Regions from separate parts of the Anser cygnoides genome. Here region 1 is linked to region 2. A link is a contact called in public Hi-C data. All regions are on one chromosome and are shown on one strand. Each heading gives the region's core, a stretch centred on a gene start, on an enhancer-like site or on the middle of the called end of the contact. The rest is flanking DNA. Distances are from core to core; before and after follow the strand shown.

Evidence for each region. A called contact is a pair of places that touch in the nucleus more often than the background predicts.
Region 1: a contact with region 2 is called in a Hi-C map of liver, with 2.6 times the contacts expected there. The contact joins two enhancer-like sites. A contact is called at or near these places in 2 of 7 Hi-C or Micro-C datasets (granulosa cells and liver).

What each region holds. Positions count from the first base shown.
Region 1 is chr1:129,954,059-129,957,974 of Taihu_goose_T2T_genome, forward strand. The region is part of intron 14 of REPS2 (RALBP1 associated Eps domain containing 2); the gene reads right to left. Among named protein-coding and RNA genes, the nearest start is that of REPS2, 83 kb to the right of the region's middle. Within about 2 kb of position 2,238, at least 1 of the 3 cell types and tissues checked has open chromatin away from gene starts, as enhancers often do.
Region 2 is chr1:129,375,235-129,379,208 of Taihu_goose_T2T_genome, forward strand. It overlaps SCML2 (Scm polycomb group protein like 2), which reads left to right. Exons shown (of 15, transcript XM_066981345.1): 4 at 1,226-1,296. Among named protein-coding and RNA genes, the nearest start is that of SCML2, 25 kb to the left of the region's middle. Within about 2 kb of position 1,352, at least 2 of the 3 cell types and tissues checked have open chromatin away from gene starts, as enhancers often do.

The DNA of each region.
Region 1 (3,916 bases), core at 988-3,487, 580 kb after region 2:
TTCCCCCTTCTCCTGTTTCGAACAGAAACCAAGCTGAACACTCAAAACACAGGTCTACACTTCAGCAAACCACAACACCCTCCCCCTGGCGCATCTGACACAAAAGAAAATTAGCAGAGAGGGCTAACCCTTGGCTTTGCCTTGGAGGATCTTGTCCTGAGATCCTCCAGCACCTTTCGATTTGCCCCAGCAGGACGCGGCAGAGCACATCTGCTACGGGAGGGCACCGGGGTTCGGAGCTGCCTGTCCCCGGGCATGCTACAGCGAACACGGTGTAAACAGGGCACGGCTGTTTTCTGTCCAGAAAGCATCAGCTGCCTTTTGAAGACGGGGAAAGCAGGCAGCAGCGGGGAGGCTGAGGGCACTTGGCACTCGCAGCCTGCCTCCTCTCCTCTTTCCCAGCTCCTGTCAAGTCGGAGCCAAGCTGACAACGGCCCCCAGGCAGGACAGGCAGCCTGCCATCCTGCTCGCTCCTCAAAAAAGGCTCGCTTCTACCCAGGTGAAAGCCTGGGTTTAAAAATAAAAATTTCAAGGCAAACCTCAGACTTTAAAGGGGCCAGGATTTTAGCCAAAATAATAACCTGTCACACACTGAAGAACCGAATTTGCTCTTGCCAGGAGGCTTCTGCCTAGACACATCAAGTTGTGGAGTGGTCACAAGTTTCATAGGGCTTAACCACAGGTTAAAAAATGACAGAATGGACACAACTTGGTATATTTTAAAAGGAAGGACTTTTTTTTTTCCCCATAGCACTTCCATTTTTTTCATAACAAAACCAGTAAGAGCTCTACAGAAGGCTGCAGGGGAAAAGCAGTTCTGCCAGGTTACTGCTGCTCTTCAACTGTACGATGTTGAACTTTTATACGGAGGAGTGAGATTTGTGATCTTTTTTTTTTTTTTTTTTTAAATGCATGTGAAATTCCTCTGGAGAGGAGGAAAATGTGTCTTGGCTGACAAGATCTCTCCCCCTCTTCCAAGTGCGCTACATCTGTAGTGTTATCTGATGGTATAATAAAAATAAACACACTGTGACTTTCCAGTAGTATTTGAATATTAATATCTTAAGTATTTGGATTTCAAATAGCTACTAGATACTAACATTTCAATTCTGCAAACCTTTTTTCACAGATTGAAGAGCTTCTTTTATATCTGTTGATTTCTGGTACAAATAGGAGAGTAAAATGGAAAAAGCAATATTTTTTTTTTTCTGTCTACACAAAGCAAAGACCTTTAAAAATGCATTTTATGTAACATAGCATTTCTTTATCAGCAATGTGAATAGCCCATAACCTCTCTGATTTGTACCACCACTTTTTATATATCTGAAAGAAATCAAGGGTCTGAGCACTGTTAACAGCAGCATGGGAAGATCTATGGGGCTTTCATGAATGATTTGGGGATAGCAAAGCTCAAATACCCAACAGAGCCACACAATAAATTTGGTCCCAAATCACATCACTTTGATAAATCACTCATTTAGGGGCAGGAAGAATAAACACAGTCTTCAGAGAGCCGTGTAATAGGTACACTATGAAGCCCTCATGGTATAGCTTTGCTGCAAAACGCAGTGCGATGACAGGGACATGTGAGAACCAGCTCTGAATGACCTTCCTTGGGCTGGGGGCACCAGACATCCCCCTAACCTGGCCAGACAGGCAGCTTCTGGTGCTCACACTCTTACTGGAGTCTATATTAAACCTTGCATCAGAAGCAAGAATACAGCACTTTATTCTACAGCATGGAAAAAAATAACAGAGGTTTGGTCTCCTTTCATGTGTAGATAAAATGCAGCTTTCAAAAACCAACTGCTCAAGCAGTGTAGAAGTAACTAAACAGAGACATACTCTACAATGTCAATTGCAAATATGAATGAAAATTGAAGTTAGAATAAGATAAACGACCTGGAGGGGGAAAAAAAAGGGAAAAAAAGCAAAAACTGCTGCAGAAAAACTGATATTAAAAATTGGCCTCATTGCAGGAGAACATTGTTTTAACCTGCAGAAAACTGAAAGGAGAAAAAAAGAGTAAACTTTTTGTTCTGGTGAGAGCAAATATAAATTGCAGTACTGACGCCAGAAGGGCGAGTTTTCAAAATTTTCAACTGTTTGATAAGGCAGTTCCCAACGATACAACATCTATATTTTTTTCAGCAGCTGAGTGCTGCGATGTGGCTGTCAGCCTAGCAGCTCTGGCAGCTCCTGGTCTGCAGAGCAGTGGCTGGGCCACCGGGCTGGCGCGAGGACTGCACGCAGGCTGGCGTGTAAAGCTCAGCAGGCAGCAGGGCAGGGGCTGGCTGGAGAAGGCAGATGGTAAATATAAATACATAAGTACATTTGACCAAAAAATTTTAAAAAAGAACTAGTTCTGGTGACGCAGCTCACGCATAATGAATAAAACCAAGCGACTGCCATGTCCCTCAAGTGCCACCTAGTGGCACGTGGAACAGGCCATTTCTGAGTGTTTGGCTTCGAGGAGAACACCAAAAAATAGCTGTCCATATTATTCACAGCCTGCAGACTGATCCCGCCCCGCGAGGTGTGCAGACAGCAGGTGCTGGGCAAGGTAAGCCTCAGTGCTTTGGAGTGTCTCCTTTGCTGGTCACGCAGAAGCTGGGTCCGCACATTAATGACCGGCCGGCAGAGCTGAGCTCCCACCTATGGAAAAGTCCCCAGCCCTCAGTGACGGGCCTCTGACACAAGTGTCTGAGCATAAAAAATATCGTTATGCTGCTGCAGTGGATTTTGTTCAGAGACTGACACCACTTAACCCAGGCAGAAATATTTTGTGTAACTGCAACTTGCACCCATGCAAAGAAGGTTTGCTGATTCAACAACCCAACAAAGTCCCCTAGGCGAGGTTTGAGATGCTTTACAAAGATGTTTGCGCGCTGGTTCCTCCCCACACACATTTTAAAGGAAAAAGTCCTCCAAGCAGACGTGGGAGATTTCCAACTGCAATACAAGATTTGGGAGCCTCAACTTTCTCCTTGCAGAGTGTTAACTCCTGCCTCACTGACTACTGAGAGAACACGGAGAATATTCCAAAGGAGGAAGCTTAGCCCTCTGCAGGGAAACAGTCCAATAATTTTGGACAAAACATGGCACTGACAATGGCATCTAACTCCTGGTTTTTGTTTTGGCAGAGGGATTCCTCACAGATTTCCTCCCCTTCACTGATTTGGACACAGGGTGAAAGCCAGTCCCTGTAGCCTTCTGGTGACAGGTCAAGTGAGACTGGCTCCAAGATACTCCAATCTGAGCTCTTATAGTAGGGTGTAAGGAAAAGGTGATCCATCAGGATCCATTAAGGTGGGTTCCCTTTATTTTTTTGCTTTTATACCATGCTTAATATAGTATTTGGGCAACTCATTTCTCATTCAGAAACACAGCAATAAACTGCCTCCCTCCATCACAGTAATAAATGCCTTACAGTTTTTCCATGTCTTGGAAACTTCTCACTGTTACATTGTTGTTTAAAATTCTTCAGCGGTGCATTAAATAATTCAGGTTTCTAAAGTCTTGTCTACCCAGAGAGATTACACTGCTTATGGAATATGGTCTTCCAAGGGAAAATTCAGTTACAATAGGGTGAAGGTGCTCAGACGCAAGTGTCTCACTCATGGCCACAGAATGGAGCAAGCTGCTGACATAGGAAGTGTTGATATGACTGGGTCCACATCCAGGGTTATAGCAGCTGGGTAAAGAAAATCCCACTTGTGTGCAATACCAGTAATGCAAAAGATAATTTCCAGACCAGGCCTGAGAATATCTTGATTATGGGAAGAAGAGTATGTGATCACAGAAAAGAGCAACACAGAGTCTTCTTCCAAATCTCCTGAAGAGCTTCCCTTTGCAAAGACCAACATCCAGATATTAATAGGTTGTATCTCCTTTTCCCCCACTCATATATTCCCCC
Region 2 (3,974 bases), core at 102-2,601:
TAGCGGCCCAGGGGGGTGTTTCTCTTCTGCTTGAGGCCCTATATAAGTGCCTCACTAAGTGCTGTACTAATGCAGGCAAACACTAGGTTCAAACCGGCAAACATCCTTCAGAGAAGCGGTGTGCAAGTGACTGAAAACACTGACATTTTCTGATTGTTTCTTTGTTTCTGAAAATTGCAGGAATGTGTTTAGCTGTGCCCAGTAGTGTTTTTACTGATACACATGATGCAGTTTCTCCATTGCTGCTACGGATTATGCTTTGTGAAGTGACTGCTGCTTGAGCCACTGGGTGGCATCATTGCACTGTTTTGGGATTAAGTGATGATGTGCTCTTCAAGAACATCAGAAAGATGCCAGCTGCCTGAACGAGAAAAATAAACAAAAAAGCTCACCTAGGTGATTTAAGGACAAAAACGTTAGCTGTGGCATGGTAGTTTTTCTCTTGTGCTTTATATTGATTTAATGCTTGCTTATATCTTTGATGTTAGTGCTTCATACCGTTCCATTTGTTCAAAAAATGGTAACACTGATTAAATCAAATGCAGGATACCCTCAGCTGTGTACATAAGCAATGCCAATATTAACACTGGAAAAAACATGGTGATTCTGTTGCTGAACATTACAATAGTATTTACCTTACAAAGATAGACCTTTATGTGAGTTCAGAGGAAAAGACACAAAGATGGAGTTGGAAGGCTGAGCTAATCCTTTTGATCTATTGGACTGGGGATAGTGATTCTCAACATATGCTTCATCAGACGCAAAACGTCTGTGTTTTTTTTCCATGTATTATTTCAGCACTCCTCTGAAGTTATCATACCAGTGCTGCTGTTCCCATGCACTTGTTAGGGGAACCGAGATGTGGAACCACTGATGTGATTTGCACAGGGATGCTTGGGAGATCTTTGTGCAGAGAATTAAGTCTAGATGTCCCTATTTGTGTCTTTATGCGTGGACCACAAAAAGAAGAACTTGTGGGAAGCTTATATTGGTATCTGCCAATTGTGTGATTTCCGCTGATGGATTTACAGAAAGCTATTTCAAGCTGTGTATTTTGCAAAGGTGGAGTTTGCATTTTATTGTAATCCTGTTCTTGGAAAAAAATATATTCTACGAGATAGTTGGATGGGGTGGTTTTTTTGCCCTCTCTTTCCCCAACCTCTCTCTTAATTTGTGTTCCCTTTAAAAACTGTCTTTATGGTCTTTTTTATCTTATGTCTTCCAGAACAGTTTAATTGGGATGACTATCTGAAAGAGACTGAATCAGTAGCTGCCCCTCTACATTGCTTCAGACAGGTATGCCAAATACTATTTTGCAAGTGTGTGTGTGTATGCCTCCATGTTACAGGGTGATGATGAAGCAACTTTTATGTTAGGACTGCTTGCAAACTTTCTGTTTGACTTCTTTTGATCTCTGTTTATCAGTAGCTTACAGTTTTGGCAGAAGCCAGAGATTTTCCATTCTTGGTTTCTGCCTTAAGCCAAACTTTGAGGGTTTCATTAAAGTTGTAGCTTTGGACTCTTTTTCTTCAAAAGAAGACTAGTTAATGAAAACAGATAGTCTTATCAGAGTTCAAAAATATCTTCTATTTTTTCCAGTAATCTTAGAGGTTTACTGTGAGAATTAACATTTGGCTGATAATCAGAGGAGTCTCTCTCCAGCCCCGTTTCTGTAAGAGTCCTTTCAGTTCTGAAAAGCTACAAGATGTACAAAATACATGTTTGCATGTGCAGGAGAACTTATTCACCACTTTTTTTTCTGGATCTCTCAAATATGTTACATTTTGGCTCTTTCAGAGCAGGGTGTAATAGATAATGGAGTTTAAACAATACAATTAAAAAAAATCATGGGGAAAGACTTTTTACCAGGGCCTATAATGACAGGAGAAGGGGCAATGGTTCTAAACTGAAAGTGGATAGATTTAAGGAAGAAATTCTTTACTCAGAGGGTGTTGAGACACTGGGAGAGGTTGCCCAGAGAAGCTGTGGATGCCCCATCCCTGGAGGTGTTCAAGGCCACGCTGGATGGGGCTTTGGGCAACCTGGTCTGGTGGGAGGTGTCCCTGCCCATGGCAGGGGGGTTGGAACTGGGCAATATTTAAGGACCCTTCAAGCCCAAACCATTCTGTGATTCTATGATGGAATACAAAGGTAATACTAGACTTATAATGAAGAGAACTAATTGCCCCTGAACTTAGTGTAGAGTTATGGTTGCTGAAGTGGTACTTCTGCTAGGCAAAATATGGAGAGTGGCTAAGGTTAAACATATCAGATAGGAATTTAAAAGATCAAGTTTACTGAAGTGTATGCATGCGTTAACCACAGTCTCAGGTTATCAGACTTCAGTATTGTACGTCACTCAGTAAGAGGCTGTAAGGAGAGTGTACAAAGGGTGTTTGAGGTGCTGTTCACATTGTGCTTTGCAAGTTTGATTCCCCCCTTGTCCTATGGTTTTGTATCTATTTGCAGATGCAGTTTAAATCTACCATCTTGTGTGAGCTAATGTGGTGGTTTTACCCAGCTGGGCAGCTGAGCTCTACCACAACTACTCTCTCACTCCCCCTCCTCAAAGAAAAAGGGGGAGAAAATACGATGCAAAGGGCTCGTGGGTTGAGATATGGACAGGGAGATCACTCAAGTTATTGTGATGGGCAAAACAGACTTGGTGTAGGGAGATTAGAGAAATTTATTGCCTATTACTAACAAGCTAGAGCAGTGAGAAAGAAAATAAAACCACCTTTCCCCCATCCACTCTGAACAGTGCAGGGGAACAGGCAATGGGGGCTGCGGTCAGCCCCTGATGCTTTGTCTCCGCCGCTCCTTCTCGGTCCCTCCCTGCCCCTGCTCCCCGTGGGGTCCCTCCCACGGGATGCCGTCCTGCCCGAACTGAGCCTGCAGGGGCTGCCCACAGGCAGCAGCTCTTCCAGCACTGCTCCCACACGGCTCCGTACCACGGGGTCCATCCCCCAGGGACAAACTGCTCCAGCACGGGTCCCCCACGGGCGGCAGCTCCCCCCAGACCCCCTGCTCCTGCGTGGGCTCCTCTCCACGGGCTGCAGCTCCGGCCCGGGGCCTGCTCCTGCGGGGGCTCTCCATGGGCCGCAGCCTCCTCCAGGCCACATCCACCTGCTCCACCGGGGGCTCCTTCACGGGCTGCAGCGTGGAGATCTGCTCCGTGTGGGACCCATGGGCTGCAGGGGGACAGCCTGCTCCACCAGGGGCCTCTCCCTGCACAGGCCGCAGGGGAACTGCTGCTGCCTGCCTGGAGCACCTCCTGCCCTCCTGCTGCACTCACCTGGGGGGCTGCAGGGCTGCTTCTCACTCCTCACTCTCCCAGCTGCTGTTGCACAGGCATTTATTTTCCCCTTCCTTAAATCTGCTCTCCCAGAGGTGCAAACAACATCACTTATTGATTCAGCTCTGAGCAGCATTGGGTTCCTTTGGAGCCAGCTGGAGCTGGCCCGTATCTGACATGGGGCAATGAGTGGGCTCTTCTCACAGAAGCCACCCCTGCAGCCCCCGCTAGCAGAACCTTGCCGTGTAAACCCACTACAGCTCATGACCTTCAGCTGTTTAGCCCTCTGGCGACTGTCAACCTCTGCTGGGATTTTTCTCTCTGTAGGGGGAGCTGTGGTCCACTATGTTCCCAAGTTGAGGAGTGTCTGAGCTAGCTGCATAGAATTACGTAGGAAGAGTTTCAGTGTGTGTGCCTTCACTGTATTGGGCAGATAGACGCTGAGGGGATCGGGAAGTTCAGGTTGGTAGAACTGTAATAGGTGTGACAAGCTGGGCATGTGTAGTTTGCTGGATTGGATCTGTTCAGAAAGGTATCTTCTAGGGTTCACTGGCAGTCTGTGATAACTGGCCTCCAGCAGGGACCAAACAAAAAGCAACGTGAACAAATAATCAGAGGAGGAGAGGAAGATCACACAGTGTATGTCAAGTTGCTTGGAGGAACAGAGAATAGGGAGAGG